Linked DNA regions of Anas platyrhynchos: region 2 is linked to region 1. Evidence: chromatin contacts called from public Hi-C data. All regions are on one chromosome and are shown on one strand. Each heading gives the region's core, a stretch centred on a gene start, on an enhancer-like site or on the middle of the called end of the contact. The rest is flanking DNA. Distances are from core to core; before and after follow the strand shown. Region 1 holds the start of ARFGEF2 (ARF guanine nucleotide exchange factor 2). Region 2 overlaps PREX1 (phosphatidylinositol-3,4,5-trisphosphate dependent Rac exchange factor 1).

Region 1 (5,342 bases), core at 1,313-3,812:
TTACGTTACTGAGGCTACAAGAGTGAAGTCAGCATACCTATATGATTACAGGGATGAACATCTTCTGTATAAGAGACCAGAAATTAAAAAATAAAAATAAAAAAAAATTAGGAACAACCAGGCTTTTGATAGAAAACAAAATCCAAACCCTAGTCACAATCTGGAAATATGCAAATTCAATAATAATAATAATAATAATCACTCAATACTCTGATTTCTATGTTATTTGTCTCTATTTTTCTGTTATTCCTATCTCTATGATATAGAGTCCATCCATCTGCTAATGGATAGCAGTTAACATCCAGACCAGATGTTAGGAATTTCCTAACTGCATAATTAGTGAAACACTGAAGGCAACAAACTGAAATGCTATTCAATCTCCTTTACTGGAGCTGTTCAGTAAGAGGCAGCATTCTGTCTTAATGCTTGGAGATGTACTAAATGATCTGTTGAAGACCTTCCCAGCCCTGCATTTCTGTGATTCTGACATGGAATAGTGATCCATTCTAAACTTGTACTAATCACTTAATGTGGAGGAAAGTTCAAGTCAGTTGCCTAATGACAGCTTCAGCTGATAAACGCTCAGAAGGACTTTAACCTTCCAACATTGTCTCACATTTATTACATGGTGCATTTGCTCATACTAGAAGAGGCTGAACACACTATTATTGCCAAGAGAACAGATATAACTAGGAGGTTTTTGAGGTAGTTACACCCTGACAATTTGTGACTTAATGACAAACCACAAAATTGTACTCTTATCACAGCCACATTGGAACTGCTGATTTCCTGGGAAAACCCAAGTCTTTAGCTAGTAGCTTTAAAAACTGTTTCCAGATAGGGGCACTTCCCCCTGTTCTTGTCCACCTTCATCATGTCTGATTTCCTATAATCTAACTCATAGTTTTCCATGTAAGTAGAGTCCTCAGCTCCATGTAGCCAGTCCACACAAACCTCTGGACAGTAGAGTTGGTCACATAGCACCTGCCCATTTTCCACATGAAGTAATACTATGAATGCTGCACACAGGCGTTTATGGTTGGACCCTTCGTTAATGCTTTTTAGACAAATATTGTAGAATTTGACAATGCTAAGTGTCTATTAATGACATTTTAAAAGATAAGAATGCCAGTGTTTGAGAAATAAAATCACAGTATAGACAATCTAATAGGTCCCTGTATTCTTAGTTAGATATTGCTGTCTTAATTTGATTAAGCCCATTGTGGAGGGATGTGGAAGAGGTGACTGCATGCTAGTGATGGTTGCAAGTTGCTAAAGGAGGGCATCAAATGAGTAATTTATCTCTGCAGATTATTTCCATAGATTATACTGGCTTTCAAGGAGTCCAGAATTTGATTTGGGGAATAAGACACCCTACTGCATAGGGCGATGGATAAAAGGAGAAGAAACAATTGGGCATCGGGTTATAAATGGATACTAAATTTATGGGACGTGAAATTTATTTTTTAATGATTCATCTTTAACATGACTTTGGGTCTTTGAAACATCTATATTCTTAGTGTCTCTTCACAGGCCTTGTTCTGTGGAAGTTATCAGCGATAGCGGAAACACTGGGATGCTCAGATTAAAAGCGTTATAAAAATGAGGAGTATTGTATTAACATGACCTTCTTTCAGTCACAATTCCAACACAATCAATGCAACTATTGCAGCAATAACAGTGCTTGCATTTGGGGTGTCCTGCTAGTGAAATCACCCGACACCCAACACATTTGGGGGACGCAACTCCCAGGGACATGCCAAGAGGACGGGTTTTAAAAAAGCGCGGATGGGCACTGTAATACACCATAAATGTTTGTTCATTGTCTTTTGTATTATAAAAAACAAGGAGTTCTGTTTGAGGAGCAGGAGTTGCAAAAGCTCCCTGCTGAAGTAAGGAGCTGTATAATGCTTGGCTAGACACTATGAAAATTCTTTTGCTTAATGTAACAAAAAAGAGAACCCCCTCCCCTTCTCTCCTTCTGCATCTCAGTTGCCTCTTTTGTTCAGAGACACTGCTGCAAAGCTCATGTAACCATCTCCTGATCAGTTGCTAAACTAGTGTATCAACATCCTGCCTTCCTGTCTCACGCTGGGCCAACATGACCAAATAAAAAAAAGAAGTTGAACCACAACGCCGAGGAAGACTACGGCCTTCATCTTCACGACCACCAGAGGGACAGAGATGACCCCCTAGCAACAATGCGCGCAGTCGCAGAATATACCAGGATGTGCTGCGTAATCCCGGAATTACCGAGATATAAAAAGGGACCCTGGCGGGGGTGAGGTGCGCGCCATTGGCAGAGCCGAGACTCCCTGGACGCCCAGCGCTGTTTTGCTTGCTGTTGGCTTACTCAGTAAATTCCTTTCTCTGGTTAATACAATGCTCTCTGAAAAATTAATTAAGGGGGCAATTTATAACAGGCACCAAGCCTGGTTTCGGCAGGGCTGACCCAGCCTGCTGGAACTGAAGGGGCAGGACGTGGCTGCCAACTCCACTTATTGTGGTAAAGGGCCTGGAACACAAGTCCTGTGAGGAGCAGCTGAGGGACCTGGCGGTGTTTGGTCTGGAGGAAGCTCGGGGAGCCCTCATTGCTCTCTGCAACTGCCTGAAAAGGCGTGGAGAGCTGGGGGTCGGCCTCTTCTCACAGGTAACTACTGATAGGACCAGAGGGAATGGCCTCAAGTTGCACCAGGGGAGGTTTAGGCTGGAAATGAGGAGACATTTCTGCTCAGAAAGAGCAGTCAGGCACTGGGACGGGTTGCCCAGGGAGGTGGTGGAGTCACCGTCCCTGGGGGTGTCTAAAGAAAGGCTGGACGTGGTGCTTGGGGACACGGCTTAGAGGGTGATGGCGGTGAGAGGGGCACGGTTGGAACAGACGACCTCGGAGCCCATTCCTCCACCCTCCCCCCACGGCCCCTTGCCCGCCAGCCGGCCAGAGGCCTCCACCGGCCGGGCCCCGCCTGCCGCCGGGCTCGCAAGTCGCGATGGGGCGGCGGGCAGGGCGGCCGGGTCACGTGACAGCGCCAAGATGGCGGCGCCGTGGCTGCGGTGCGGCGGCGGCCGCTGAGGGCGGAGGCGCGGCGCAGCTCCCCGGCGGCCCTGGCCCCGCCGCCATGCAGCCCCCGGGCCGCGAGCAGGACGCCCGCACCAAGAGCATGTTCGTGTCGCGGGCCCTCGAGAAGATCCTGGCCGAGAAGGAGGCCAAGCGGCCCCCGCACGGGCAGCTGCGGAGAGCCTGCCAGGTGGCGCTGGGTGAGTCCGCCCCCGCCGGGCCGGGAGCCGCCGCCGCTGCCCGGCCCGGCCCTTCCCGGCCCCGCTCGAGCTGTCCCGGCGCGTCCCGGCGGGGAACAGCCCCGCAGCCCAGGCGCCACCTGCTGTTCGGGGTCTGTGAAGCGGGAGGGGCGCGGGGCTGCCCCGCCGGGACTCAGCTGGGGGGAATCAACCCCGAGCGTTTCGGCTGGGACACGGGGTGCTGGAGGGGCCCTTCTGCTGTCCCGGGCCTGGCATTCCCCGGTACCTTCCGTCTGACTCATGGACGGGCTGAAAACTTGGGGCGGCCGCATACGGTGTGGTGTCTTGCACAACTGAGGCACTTTCTGCAAACTTCGTAGGCTGGTCTTCAAACCTGCACCTGCAAATCCATCCTTTCGTAGTACAGGACTAGGTGTTAAAGTTGTGAAAGCAGATGGCATGACATGTAGGCAAAAAACTAGGTAAAGCAGTACAGCTCTCACAGGTAGACTTCTTTGTGGCCTTTTTATTTTATAGCAAAGATATCTCTTACAGTTTCACTTGGTTTGCACTAATATTCTTCCTTTAATTTGAGTGTATTTACTGTATGTAGAACATTGAAACAGGAGAGACTGGCTGAGTGAGTAAGAATGCTGAGCAGAGGCAAGTCTTGTCAAATGTATTATGAAAGCAAACTTGAAAAAAAGTGTTTTTTATCTTTGTTTTCATCTTCCTGCCCACAGTCCTCACCTTGAAGAAATCTGAAGGCACTAACTACCTAGTGGTAACTACATAGAAGTGTATTTATTATTATTTAAAGTTGACATTGTGAGCAACAGAGATTATTTTTACTACTTCCCTTTCCTGACTTCCCACCAACATCCACCCAACCCATTTACAGGACTGGAAACCTGCTTGTCTGCTACATAAATACTTTTCGAGAAAGGGAACTTTCTTGAAAAATTAGTAGGAAGCCTTTTGTTTACTACCACATCAAAGACCATGATACGAGGGGAGGAGTATTATGCAATAGCCATTTACTGGCATTTGTCTTTTGGATTAGGGCTGTTTTACCTCCCAGTTTTTTAAGGTATAATGTTTGATTTCAGTTAATGCTTGTGATGATAGATAATCATGTTGTTAATCATGCTGAAAAAAAAGTCTATGGTACTACTTGACTGGACTGAAGCAGAGGTCGGCATGAATAGGTAACCTTCTGTTGCCCAACTCTCCTACACTAGTAGGGCCTTGATTACTGTACTAAAGGCTCTCTGTTATATTTGGTAAATGTTACATCATTTCAAGGTGACAACGTGAATGCAGTTCCTTACATTCATGTGTGCTTTTTATTTCTAAACTTTATTCTGTGTAGAATAAGCTCTTTTCTAATAATTTTTTTTTAAAGTTTTATTTTATGTAAGCTTATTAAGCTTATACTTTGTTAAATAAAAGTCAGTTTAATTTCAAAAGTGCTAGCTTAATTATCAAGCCCTGTGCTGTAGTAAATATGCTAGGGAATGTGGGAAGAAACATTACTCGCAGTCCAAAGAATTCAGGCCAGACTTCTTAATCTACACAAATAGTTTTGCAAGAAAGAAGCTACAGTGTTTTCAATAATAGTAAAGTTCAGTTATCCCTTAATAATTAAATCTAAGTACAATTAATTCAAGAGAAATGTAAAGTTAACTTTATGGACCTGGTAACTGTCAGACATTGTCTTTAAATTTTCCATGTCATATTTCAAATGATGCCCCTCTACCTATGACTAAGTTCCATTTGCTATGCTGTCTTCTTTATACAATGATCTCTTGAATGGAGCTTTGAGCTATCATATCTTTTATAAAGCAGTCAGCACAGTATGGGTCACAAGTAAATTATTGCTCTAAATAGTTCCTGAACACACCAATTCCTCTCTATCTAACCTACCTAACCTGCTGCTATTTCTACAGCTTGTGCTGTGGTGGTACTGGAGTAGCGTTTCTGTTAATTGCACATGCTTTAAATTTTTGTTTGGTGAGACAGGAATATATTTCTAACTACGGGAATCATGCTTCTGTTTTCTCTTTTATTAGTTTATAATGTGTTTCACTGTTGAGAACTTAAGTTAC
Region 2 (5,342 bases), core at 1,342-3,841, 190 kb before region 1:
AAACTGAGAATACTCACTTGCTACAAGACTTTCATCCATTTGCTTGAAATAGAAGGCAACTTTGTCCAGTTCAGTCAGAGTGACCTGGATGTCTTCCAGCATGGTACGCTCCTCCTTCTGTGGGGCAAAGAACCAGATACAAATAAGTCACCATCTGCCAGAAGGAAATCAATAGCAGGACAGTATTGTTGTTACTGGTGTGCTTTGCTTCAGGAGACCTAGAGCAGAACACAAAGCTTTCCACTAACTCCACCCCCCCAAGGTAACTACTGATGGCTCATTAACTTTGTGATACAAGCTTAGCTACCCTTCGCTTGGATGTCACTTGATATGATTCACAGAGAGTAGAGAGGTTGAAGCACTGAATAATTTTGAAGATGTCTCTTTTTCCAATCTTTACCCCATATCTACAAATGTGAAGAGCCTATCAGTTACTGTGAAATAAATGTTCTTACATTCCGCGCAATGTGAAAGAAGAGTTGTTCCACACATTCAATACATGATGTTTTAAAAGTCAAAAAAAAAAAAAAAAAAAGACCTCCTCCTTCAACATGGTGCCTTTAGCTTAGGCTCAGATCACTGCACCACAGAATTGTGTGAGAGATACACTTCAGTCCATCTATTCTATAACAACAGTCACCACGTGAACAAAAGTCTAGATTTTCTTGTTTGGAACTCTGAATACTCAGAACTTTTACCTACTTGTTGAAATGTGTGATTTCACCAGAAGAGGGCAGGCCACACATGCTTCAACAACAGCTGAGCAACTAAATGCAGCAACATCACTCCAAATATAAAAGCTTCTGACGGTGCTCTAGTGTGACAGCCACAGTTGCTGCAATGAGAGCCTCAACATGCTGCTTGAACAAAAGGCTCTGGCTGGGTTGTGAGTGGCAGAGCAGCACACATACAAATGTGAACAGACCCAAGGGTGTCACAACTCTTCAACTTACCACAGTGGGGGAGAGCAGAGACTGGTAATTTAGTAAAACACCAGTGGCTGCTATCTGTTCCAGCCATTTTCTGCTGGCATCTCTGCTGCTCTCTTCATATTCCCCATTGTTGTTGTATCGATAGTTGAGAGCAGCCAGTAACTGCTCTGAGAAGGTGCAAATAGCAGCCACAAGAGATTGGCAGAAGATGGAATCACGCCTCAGCTGTAGCTCAGTATCTGCAAGAGAAGAGGAGAGATGCACAAAGTCATGAGAATACTCACTGCTATTGTAGTATGTGTGTGCATAACATTTGACTTCTGCTATAGCTTTGCACAGACATAACAGATAATCTCTTCTTGCTCCGTGCCCTGGCTATAGAGATAAAGACAGCATCAATGGGAAAAAATTGCTGAAAATTTTCCAGGCCACTTGACTCTTTATTTTACTCTGCCATCTGCTTGCTCATTCTTCTGACTGGGAAGAGCTGTAACTCCTTAGTGCCATATCTGGACTGATTCCCTTCTTTTTATGTTTACAGAAGCAAGAGAATTCATAAAAGAGGATCTCTGTCATTACTTCTCTCCTGGGCTATTAGAGATTCATCTGCCCCTCATCCATCTGTATTTCATGGGCTTCCCATATGCTTAATGCATTAACTGGGCCTGCCAGTAGGGTACCAACTGGTTTATGTTTCCTGGGAGAATTTCCCGTGTTAACTTTGCTTCCAGTCAGGCTGTCAGGCAGCCACATGCTGGTCTAAGCAACCTCGTCATACTTAAGGGGATTGTAGGCCAAAGAGGAACATGAATAAGTGAAGAGCTACTTCCCAGGCTCCTCCAGCAGGCACTGCAGTGTTCCCAAGAGAAAGAAGCTGAAGACATCATTCAGAGGCTTTGAAGATCTGGATTATTTTTATGGAGCACTGACCACAATAGACTGACCAATAAAGTCTAGGCCCTGGGCCCTATCTTCAGCTGAAGGGCAACCACTCCCTTCCAGCAGTACGAACTGAACTGCTAAAGTAAGGTAAAGAGAGCTTAGAACTGCCCTCAGGCTAGCGAATCCCTGCTGCCCTAAAGCTGGCATAGCCAGTTCAGTGCCATCTGCTCCTCCATTCTTTCCAGAGGATACTGGTGAAATCACTGAGGGCATGGGGCATAGGTAAACACTTATGGACTCAGTATAGCTATTGTCATTACAAGCAGCTTTTATGGACACTAGACTGCCACTGCAGGCTGGTTTTGACAGACTCACGGACCAGGCCTAGCAGGAGCACAGAGGTGATTTAGAGCCGTGCTAATCTAATATTTTCATTCTACGAAAACATGAGAATCAAGCTGGCACAGTGAAATAATGACAGCCTAGTGCAGTTATTTATTACCTCATTTTCAAACAAAAATACACCACGCAGATATTTAAATTATAAAAAGACAGCACATTCACTCCTGGGAACAACCTGTCACTTGATCTGTGAGTACAACGTTTTGTGCATGGTAACAGATTAATGGTGTCTATCCACAGTGGTTTTAGGAGCTGCCTGCACATTTAGGTTCTTAGTATCCTCCTGGCTGTAATTTCAGTATACACAGTCCCAAATCCCTAACATGCCTGCTCTGTTTAGAAAGATGTCAGTGTCCATGGTCTCACAGACAGTTGTGCAATAGGTCTCATTTTTGCTGCATGTTCTCACCACAGCAGGAAACAGTAAAAGCCATCTGGGAATGGGGGTTGTACAAAAGAAAAAAGGAAGACAGAAAAACAGTGCTTGTGCAAAATCAATGGCAAGCCAGGTGACACAGCAGCCTACACCGTAACTGAAGCAATGTAAATTGAAGAACAGATGTCAGATGCATGAAAAGTCCGCCAAAGATGCAGAACACAAGAAATGTTTGCATAAAATGCCAGGACTAAAGCTAAATGCAAGGGAAATACTACTTAGATGTATGCACATGCATTCACAAAATGTTCTGGTGGGACCATGTATATACAATGTATTGCAACAAAATGATACCTCTTACCTGTGCATTTTAACAAGGCCAAAAGCAGTTGATTCTTCCCATCTAAAACAGTGAAGAAAAGGAAGGCGCAAATCAACATGATGACAAGGTAGATTTGATTATATTTAATTAACAGTGTCCTCATCCCATGCATGGTTATTTCTATGTACTATAGTAGTACTTTCACAGATATTTTAATGACAGAAAATCAAACAAGGTGTAAATCAAAAAATTTTACAAGCTAAATGCTCCATTAACTACCAGGAATTATTGGAAACAAATTGCATGTGTGGATGAATCCTGGAGGAGGTGACTGCTGCCCAGTGCTTTGCACTGAGTGTAAACATCGGATTCAGCTATCCTCTTCCAGTTCAACCAGGTTTAGGACTATTTTCCCTGTTCTTCTTTAGAGCCCAGTACAGTGTTGTTACAAATTAATATAAAATGATAAATGGAACTGCTAGACTCGATTAGATCAGGGCTATCTGATACCAAACTTTTCCCCATTTACTGACCTTCTACATGTTTTTGTATGATTTCAACAAGGTTCTTGATGCGCAATGGAAGGTTCCATGGATCTTCTTGAATGCTGGCTTGAATATTATTCCGGCACCTCACTGTGGTTTCTTCCTTCTGCTTAAATTCTTAAAAAAATAATGCAGTTTGTTGGGCATTGAGGAAATGCTATATAGCTGAGAGTGGCTTTTGATTTTGAGTATCAGTAGCAAAAACTGTGAATGAAAGAGGTTCTTAAGTAGATCTAATGCAGATGGGGAAAAAATAAAGACTACTCCTATAATCTAATCATCAGCAGTCTCCCAGCATTGTTTACAGGACTGTGAACTAAAAGGTGTGTACCTGAGTGATGTGCACGCTGAAGGGAGGTCTGTACTACTCACATAGCACAGAATTACCTTCTGTTTTCTGTGACTCATATTTGATATTCTAGCTTGCATACTGTATCTAAAGTTTGGGGCTGTGCAGAATCAGATCAGCTTTTTGGCTGCAGCATTCACATCCCATAATACTAATGAGAAGTTATGAAATATTCTGCTTTCTTTCACCTGATGTCAGCTAATTATTTAATTACAGAACAGGGGATCTATTTTTCATGACTTTACTATGTAGCTAAGCCAAAAAGCCCATTGTTGGCAATAAAATGTGTACGCAGACAGAAACACAGTGCCAAATAACTGCTTATGAACAGAACTGGGACAGCATTTGTCACTGAAAGGAATCTATGGTAGCTGTTGAAGAGACACTTTGGTCCAGGTATTCCAGACATAAGCAGGGCTTGTCTGTTCCTTAGTGTGATGAATGTGCCATCATCAGTTAACTTGAGGTAACCTAAAGACTCTCCCAGTGCAATTAATCTAGTTGTAATAAATGAAACTCCATTTAAGCAAAATAAAATGAAGGAAGTGAACACAGAGTGTCTGTTATTTCCTCATTTTATTCCAACAGTGCATGGAAAGACTAACAGATAATCAATGTAAGTGTAAATGTGTTTGTAAAGATGAGTTCATGTAAAACAACTTCATAGAAACTAAAAAGAAAAAGAAGAAGAAAGAAACTCTACTTTAGTTTGCCACTGTAACTTAAAAACAGAGTTTGTGAAAGGTTGGGAAGCCCATGACTACAGCACCTGAAGTATATTAGAATAGCAGGAAGCAGTTCACATTTCAAGTGGGAAAGGAAATGCAGAAAATGTTCAGAAACTAAAGCCTTGTGTATTTCAGTGACAGAAGAAACCACATAATGGGCCTCAAAAACATAAAGACAAAAGTCTCATCATACTCCCTGAGGAAAAGAAAACAGGGTATAATTTGTTTGCTCTCTATGGGAATCAGTTTTCAAAATAAGTGTCATGCAAGGATGAATTTACTCTATTACCCATCTCTGAAGAAAAGCAGAATTAAGCAAACTCAGGCAGAAACTTTTGGTGCCTCAGATGTACAGGGGACAGCCCCTCATCAGCTTCTCAGTGTTAGTTTACCTTATATCTGACATATCTCTACCTTGTACCTTTTGAGATACATCTCTGTGTTCACATCAAAGGATGAATCTGGAGACTTGTGAAAGAGCTATAAGGATTCAGTAGCATATAACAGAAAAATGTTTTGTTTGTTTTAGTCGGAATTCATGTAAAAATGACCTTTTAAAGATGCAAAATTTCTGTGGCCAGACATGGCACTTCCCATTAGAGTCACAGAATATCCCAAGTTGGAAGGGACCCACAAGGATCACCAAGTCCTTCTCATAACATAAAACTGGATAGATCCACAGTTAATAACTCTGTGTGGCCATATGGCATGTGTACATTCATGCTAATCCCTTAAGTCTTAGAAAAGTGCATTACTAAATATATTCAACCTTTTTCTTTACCTTGCAAACTGTGGTCCATTGGAAA

Evidence for each region. A called contact is a pair of places that touch in the nucleus more often than the background predicts.
Region 2: a Hi-C map of skeletal muscle shows a contact between it and region 1, with 6 times the contacts expected there. The contact joins the enhancer-like site here to the promoter of ARFGEF2 in region 1. A contact is called at or near these places in 5 of 8 Hi-C or Micro-C datasets (F1 follicle, liver, skeletal muscle and 1 more).

What each region holds. Positions count from the first base shown.
Region 1 is chr21:3,406,385-3,411,726 of IASCAAS_PekinDuck_T2T, reverse strand. ARFGEF2 (ARF guanine nucleotide exchange factor 2) reads left to right here and starts at 2,562. Exons shown (of 39, transcript XM_072026616.1): 1 at 2,562-2,650.
Region 2 is chr21:3,597,675-3,603,016 of IASCAAS_PekinDuck_T2T, reverse strand. PREX1 (phosphatidylinositol-3,4,5-trisphosphate dependent Rac exchange factor 1) reads right to left here. Exons shown (of 40, transcript XM_027473201.3): 29 at 5,318-5,342; 30 at 3,448-3,576; 31 at 2,954-2,995; 32 at 954-1,171; 33 at 18-117. Among named protein-coding and RNA genes, the nearest start is that of PREX1, 160 kb to the right of the region's middle. Within about 2 kb of position 2,591, at least 1 of the 8 cell types and tissues checked has an H3K27ac peak or open chromatin away from gene starts, as enhancers often do. A contact at or near this core is called in subcutaneous adipose tissue, where this site is marked.